Linked DNA regions of Hordeum vulgare: region 2 is linked to region 1. A link is a contact called in public Hi-C data. All regions are on one chromosome and are shown on one strand. Each heading gives the region's core, a stretch centred on a gene start, on an enhancer-like site or on the middle of the called end of the contact. The rest is flanking DNA. Distances are from core to core; before and after follow the strand shown.

Region 1 (3,889 bases), core at 623-3,122:
TAGCTATAAAAGAGTACTATTTTATCATGTGTGGCCCACCTTTCATTCTCACAAAGCACCTAGGAGCACGTGCTAGAGCTGGCTCTTCACGAAGAGTCCGCTTTCTTTCTCTCTCCTCTTCTCTCTCATCCAACTCAGTAAAAATATAATATTTTATTCCTTACAAACTGCTGAGTGTACCTTATTGTACTTGCTCTTACTTGATGTGTGCAAATTTACTGGCTGCATGCAGCCGTGTCACCTCCCACGCGGGGTCCTCACATGAAAACCGGGGATGCATGCAGCCATAACCTCCCATGCCCAGTCCTTGCATGTAAACTGATTGGCCGCATGGTGCGGTGCCTCTTTCTCCCAAGCGCACGAACAGTTGCATGCACCCCAAATAAATAGGGGTAAAACGGGAAAAAAACTGTCACAAAATGCTAATGAGCAGACTAATGCAGGAAAAACGAAAAAAAGTTATGGGCAAGGTAAAAAGGACCGGAGGGAGTACATACAGTAGCTACTGTCGGTACAGCGTTAAGAACCATTTTTATAATTCATTTAAGGACATCTGCAAGCTGTTTTAAATGAATGCTTGTAAAGTTCTTGACTGTTTAGAAATGCATGGATATGTTCAAATTTTCATGAATAACTTTTAAATTCTTGGAAAATAATATTCTTGAACATTATTTCATAATTCATTAACATTTCTTGAATTGGAAAACATTTTAAAAACCCATGAACATTTCTTGAAATTTGAAAGCAAAACAAATTGGTGAACATTTTGGAAAAACAATTGATGTTTTTAAATTCACTAACGGTTTTTGAAAAAATCATGAACATTTGTAAAATTCACATGTTTTCTTAATTTTTCATAAACCTTAGCCAAAATTGTCCCGAGAAAGGTTGAGCCAAAAAAAAAGTTGTACCCGAGCTAGTTTCTTTGAGTGAAAAAAATAAGTTGTATGCAAGCCAGAAAATAAGTTTTCAAATCCAGATACTTTCCTAATTATTCAAGGTGGAGCCAAAATTCCTTTGCCCACCCTTTTGAATTCTGAGCCAACATTCCCTGTGCCACACGCCCTCTCATGTTCGCCTCATTTAGAGCATCTCCAGCCGTCCCCCAACAGGCCCTTAGTTCTTTTTCTTTCGCTGACGTAAAAGAAAATCGCCCAGTCGCGCCCTCAGGAACCCAAATTTTGTCGGTTAGTGCCGAAATTGGCGCCGGCAGACCATACCAAACCCAGCGCAACGGGGGGCACCCGGGGGCGCCAGGGAAAAGGAATTTGGTACGAAAATATACGCGCCAGATTCCTCCCGTGTGGAGCCGCCAAGTCAGCGACTATGCATCGTCGAGAGCCTTCGTCATCCTCATGGCCTCGACTCTCGCACCGGATGGGTTTCCAAGGTATGGTGACGCGGTGATGGCAAACCACCACGCGTTCCGTCCATTCCCCTCACGCTTACACACTATTCTCGCCCCTTTTCCCGGTATAAATGTTGTGACTCACGGCCGCTCGCCGCACACTTGTCATCCATCCCCATGTCCCCATATCTCTCGCCTCCACCGCAGGACACCCCCGGCGAGGGAGCGGAGGCAGCCGGCTTAGGCCGTCGGATTCTACACGAGTGGGAGGCACGCCTTCTCTAGGAGGCGAACTACCGGACGTCGCTCGACATGCGCATGCATCCAACTCATTTTAATGAACCGTGAAAAAAATGCAAACCATTTAAAAAAAATATTAAACCGGCCACGAAGGCCGACGCGAGTTCACGCGTCCTTATTACATTAATTAAACATTAAAAAATCGCTGTCCTAGACGTCCTCGTCGTCGGTGTCAGGACCAGTGAGGTCGATAAGCATCAGCTCAGGACCGGCCAGGGAAACGCCGGGGACATGCGTACACTGATCTGGCATAGCACTAAAGAGCACTGTATGACGTGATGGCACAACATACCATCCATCAATATGTGCCGACAAGGCTTAGTTAGTCCCACCGTATGCACATATCGACTACTGGACACGACTATGAGATGGTGACAACACATGTGCGACATCGATGCTGGTGCAACTTGAGCACCTGGTTTCGAGCTTCAGGTTTGTCTGACTCGATCGAGTTGATTATACCTGATGATGGCGTTCTGTTCACATTGTTATTTTCTTAGAGGCATTGTTCGAAGATGCTTAAACTAGCTTTTCAGGATGAAAAGCTAGCCTCTAGCCTTGTGTCTTTGGTTCCGGTGACGACGACGCTTGATTGTCGCTCCTTTTTGAAGATGTTAATGTTAAAGAACCTCAATGGTGATGCTACTTAAGCACCTGGTCTCGAGCTTCAGGTTTGTCTAACTCGATCGAGTTGATTATACCTGACAATGGTGTTCTATTTACATTGTTATCTTATTAGAGGCATTGTTGGGAGATGCTTAAACTAGCTTTTCAGGATAACTAGCCACATAAATTTCGCATTGACTGTTTACAAATGTGTCGGTATGTTTAAAATTTCAAGGATAACTTTTAAATTCATGGAAAATTAAATCCTTGAACATTGTCTCATAATCCATCAACATTTTTGTAAATTGGAAAAAAATATTAAAAATCCATGAACTTTTCTCGAAATTTGGAAAAAACCTAATTGGTGAACATTTTGGAATTTACTAATCATTTTCGAAAAAAATTGTGAACAGTTTTAAAATTCATATATTTTCCTAATTTGTCAGAAACCTTAGCCCAAAAAATTCGAGCAAGGGCAAGCCAGAAAAAAACAAGTTGTGCGCGAGCTAGTGACCCACCGGAGTAACCGAGCCACGCTATTGGGATGTACTTCCTTCGTTCCTAAATATAAGTATTTTAAGAAATTTCATTAAGGGATTACATACAAAGCAAAATGAATGAATCTACATTCTAACGTATGTTTACATACATCCGTATGTAATCCCCTAGCGGAACCTCTAGAAAGACTTATAATTTAGGAACAAAGGGAGTACCACACATTGTCCCTGCATGGGCAATTTGCCCTCTATTCTACATACCCCCGAATTGGTTGCCTTGCACACCTCGCCCACCTCCATTTAGCGAGAGTTAAATCTCGCTCTTTGCGAGACGGTAGGTCATGCATGTCTCCTCTCGCACGAGCTCTAGCAGGAAGCCCCATGTGTGTTCTTATGATTCCTTTAGGATATGTTTTCGAAAGCTTTTATAGGCAGGTTTCGACCGATTTTAGAAGCTACGTATGATTTATTCAATGTATTTTTTTGTACAAATTTTCATCATTTTTTTTAATCTATTTTCCTGTTTCATTTGTTCTCATTTCCCAAATACATGCAACTTTTTTTGAATATGTGCCCAACGTTTTTCCTATACGTACGCAGGTTGAATGTTTTTGGATGCATATTGAACATTTTTCCAAAATACACGTTACACATTTGCCAAATACTAATTGAACATATTTTTAGTTCACATCATACATTTTAATAACACAAATTATTATTTTTCATAAATGCAAAAAGCATTTTTTAGATGTGCAAAACATCTATTAAGTGTTATAACTTTTTTTAAAAGCCATAAATATATTTTTTGCATGGTTAAGAAACATCTCTCCGGATTGTTGAATATTTTGCCGAGGGACAGGAACAATTATCAAAGCAACAGATTCGCCTTTTTTATTTGACGTGAACAGATTCACCATATTGGCTCCACCGTAATATGGTCAATCTCTTTTACTCACCCTCGTGAATTATACGACGGAACATTCAGAGCGCCTCACGCCCTCTTGCGTTGGCCTCATTTACACCCTCGCCTACTGCCTCTCCGTAGCAGGGTGTGTACTCCTCATCTCCTCCTTCCCGGCCTATTTAAATCGCAAACTCCATCACACCGCAAGTGCACTCCAATCACTGTCCCATAACA
Region 2 (3,976 bases), core at 941-3,440, 35 kb before region 1:
ATATATATTGGGATCCATAAAATCTTGGGTGTGATTAAGCACATGGAATACATCTAACACTCCTTAAGTACCTACATGGTCCCCACGAGAACGCTCAAATTAATAAGAATACTCACCATGTATGGTCTGTGCATGTAGTTATACTTTGATTATTTATGGATTTGTTTTGTTGCACCATGCCTACAAGGAAGCTTAGTGAGCGTAATTTAATAGTAACGTATGTATAGAAATCTAACTATTCCACCTACATGCTACCAGTATAAAAATATTTTCAGGAATAGAACTATTATGTACATAATAATGAAACATTATGAAGTCCAACTAATCAAGGTTAAAATGTCAAGTAATTAAATGGAAGCATATACAATAAAATTTGCAACATAGGTGAAAATTAAATGTGACAGTATGACGTTTCTTTTCGTGGAAAATATTTTCATAATAACGTAAGAGATCATTGGTTTTATCCTTGATCAAACTCACGGTACTTTGGATTCATCTTTTATAAGAATAGTGATAATTGTTTTAAGTTGGCTAGGTTAAAACCAACTGTAAAACTGTAAGTTGGGAACTCCCTATAATTCGTTGAAACCTGTTAGTTGGCGATGTATTGATCAAATGTTACTATTTCATTTTTTTTTCTCAAATGCAACTTTTTACCTCAATTTGTACAACTTATCAACTATTGTTTTAATTTATCTCCCATCTAACTAGTATTGTAAATTAGGGAGATGAGTGATTAAGATTCAAAATAGTCCGAACTGAATTGCCTATTCTATGTTTGGTTCATCGGAGGTCGGAAAAGCAGTAGGCATAAGGGAGGTAGTTGGCCTTCGCCTAGTGCCTAGGTTGTGCTTAAGCGCCATTGGTGTGGCGTAGGCAGTGATGTAGTTTTCTCTATTAGGATGTATTTGTGCTATTATATCTGTATTTTAATAATGGACTTACAAATAAGTGAAGTACTAGCTATTGCCATTGAAATATTACCCGTTTGGCAATATCGTACTACATGATTTCACGTTTACACAATTTTTTACTTGTGTTGCCTATTCTTCCATTTATGCCCTAGGCAAGGTGTTTAGCCATCGCCTAGTGCTTAAGCATGCTTAAGTGCCTGCTTAAGTGCCTCCTAGACACTGCCTTTTCCAACAAACGTTCAATGGATGCTCACTCGAAATTACTCTGTCATTTGATCCAACAATCGACGTCAGACACAATTCCATTTTATTTTTTTGTTTGCAGCGGCACAGTTCCATGGCAATTAATATTTTTTCTTTCTGCTGGGATACACTTCCATGTTTGTTAAGAGGCTCATGTTGCAAGTATTTTTGTTCAAGAGGTAAAAGCCTTCTCAACTTGTCCCGAATTTTCTCTCTTCTGTGCACAGCTAGGTAGTGATCATCATGTATATTAGTATAATTAATCGAGCAACTATCTTCTATTTTATTAATGGATCGGATCCTAAGGAACCGTGTTTCAATAAAAATGTATATTAGTATATATGCACTGGACGAAAAGGTGATGTTGTTTGACAGCTATAGAAAATACTTCTCTAAAGAAACCAACATATGCTTGGCCGCTTGGGCTTGCGACTGACTAGTCCAGCAAATTTAGAAGCCTAAAAATGTTGGGCACATTTAGAAGGACGGTCTTCATTTTGCTAGGAAAAGGGAAACCTCATTCATTCTTAAGGAAACACGAGCAGCAGATGTCGTAGAGTCTTGGACTGGACAAAAACATTCACCGGAGGGTCAGCAGTCTCGTACAGGCCTCATTTACACATACCATCAATCTGCCCCTGAGGACTCTCCGTCGTACGTACTTCTCCGCAGTTATTTAAACGCAAACTCCACCACACCGTAAGTATAAGCAGTCGCTACATCTCACACAAACAACATGGGAGCGACTAAAGTATAGAGCCTCCTTCGTCCTGTGCTCTGCCTCGCCGCCCACGCCACCTATGAGAAAAAGACCGTGGTGGCAGGCGCCGAGGACATGGGGAACAACTTCGTGGGCTCGGGAGGCATGGGGAACCTACCGGGCCTCCCACCCTGGGCGGCGGTTGCTGCGGGGGCTTCAACGACAACGATGTCGACATCTTCACCGGTGCCACGAGCCCACCCGGCTACGTCGGTGAACGCGTAAGGAGCGTGGCAGAATATGGCAGTATTGGGGGGGCCGGTGAGAGGCACAGCGGTAGAGGCGCCGGCGATGGCCCACCATGATCTGCGTTAATGGTTAAGACGCGTTGGGGGGATTCAAGAACGTGCACGTACCTCTGCGTACCTGTGATGCTGAACATTGCAAGTGTGTGCATAAAAGCAATTACGAGTTAAAATAAACTTATGAAAATTTGCGGGTTACCATTAAAGATGCCCTTACTCCTCACTATAAAGGTAATAAGATAGTAAAATAGACTAGTAACATATACATGTTATTAGTCTAACTTACTTCTCACTACATAGTGTAGCTGAAAATCAAAGAAACCGGTGCCTGCAGTGCTAAATGAGAAAGCGGGGCAGCAGGACCCACCCTGGAAATCACGGGGGAGAAGATTCGTTTAGGGAAACGCTTCCAGCCGGCGTGCCGGCCGAATCGTTCGGCCGGTCGCGTGCGGCCCACACGGCTGGTTGGTCAGGGCTTGCAACATTTTTTCGTCCAGATTAGCTGCAATGACGTTTAAATTTGCTATAACCGTTTTTTATTTTGCTACAATTTGTTTATTAAAAAAGTTACATTCATGTTTGGTTGCAACTCGAGTTTTTTGGATTTTTTTTGCTACAACCGGCATTTGATTTTTGTTACAACCGTATTAATTTTTGTTGCAATCGTTCATTAAAAAAGTTACATACACGTTCGTGAGAGTTGCAATCCGAGATCACCGAATTGTTTTGCTACAACCCACATTTTGTTTTGCTACCACCCATCATCAGCGTCCTTATTTTCCTATGACCACTTTGATATTTTTTGCTACAATCATATTTTTTATTACAACCGTGGACGAAATTCGCCGCGTCGTGGCCTAAATTTGATGCATCGAGGAATTTTTGCTCCATGAAAGATCTAACTGTGTGGTCCGTGGATCTGACGGTTGGGCTCCGACCGACGCAAGCGGTCGTGCCGGCGCGCCGACGCCCAGTGCGGCCCATTCATTTAGCGGGCAGAGTCCGTAAGTTTCATCCGTAGGTTGTCCATAAGTGTAACATTTTTGCTCCACAAATTAGCAGACCAAGCTTTATAAAACACAAGCATCATCTCAAAAACAAATATATTACCCTTTTGGTTCTAAGATAACTGTCTCGACTTTGTATTAGCTCTAGTATAAAATTATACTAAGTTTAAGACATTTATTTTAAAAGGGAGGAAATACAAAACACGAGCAACATATTCATTAACCGAACCATTTCGTCGCCTCGCCTCTCTTCCTCCACCGAAATTTACCCACCCACCCAATTCCTGAGTAAACAATTCCTGAGCTAACACGAGCTAGCTTGGGCCCTCTAGGCTATGCATACATAATTAAATGGCAAGCTCGGTATGTGTGGGGTGCGTACAATATGCAGCCGCTGCAGCTGACAAAAACTCATCTGAACTGAATAGAAAGAGAAAAATTGTAAGCAAAATGAAGAAAACGAGTTATTCTTGTTGGTTCTAACAAACCAAAGTTTTGAATTAACACCATGATAAACAATTGCCATTGTGAAGTTTGGGGATATAAAACCTGGATGCCCAATCTACTCTCTTGTGAAGTTTCATGAAACTATATTAGGAACCATATCTGTGGCGAAGAAAATATAGTCCGATCTATGATCCATCCAAACAGTTTTTTTTCTATATAACTAGATTTTTTTTATTTTTTATTGAGAACACATTTCCTGATATTTTTCTTAAAAACTTCACATGGGAGTAGATTGGAAACCCAAATTTGACATCCCAAAATTCCAGATATTTCTAAATTCCCCTGATTTTTAAATTTAAT

Evidence for each region. Hi-C and Micro-C count contacts between places; a contact is called where the count stands out from the background.
Region 2: a Hi-C map of leaf shows a contact between it and region 1, with 9 times the contacts expected there. The contact joins two enhancer-like sites. A contact is called at or near these places in 2 of 6 Hi-C or Micro-C datasets (leaf and seedling).

Annotation. Positions count from the first base shown.
Region 1 is chr5H:551,463,189-551,467,077 of MorexV3_pseudomolecules_assembly, reverse strand. No RefSeq gene overlaps it. Among protein-coding and RNA genes, the nearest start is that of LOC123398953, 55 kb to the right of the region's middle. Within about 2 kb of position 1,872, at least 1 of the 3 cell types and tissues checked has open chromatin away from gene starts, as enhancers often do. A contact at or near this core is called in leaf, where this site is marked.
Region 2 is chr5H:551,498,840-551,502,815 of MorexV3_pseudomolecules_assembly, reverse strand. No RefSeq gene overlaps it. Among protein-coding and RNA genes, the nearest start is that of LOC123398953, 91 kb to the right of the region's middle. Within about 2 kb of position 2,190, at least 2 of the 3 cell types and tissues checked have open chromatin away from gene starts, as enhancers often do. A contact at or near this core is called in leaf, where this site is marked.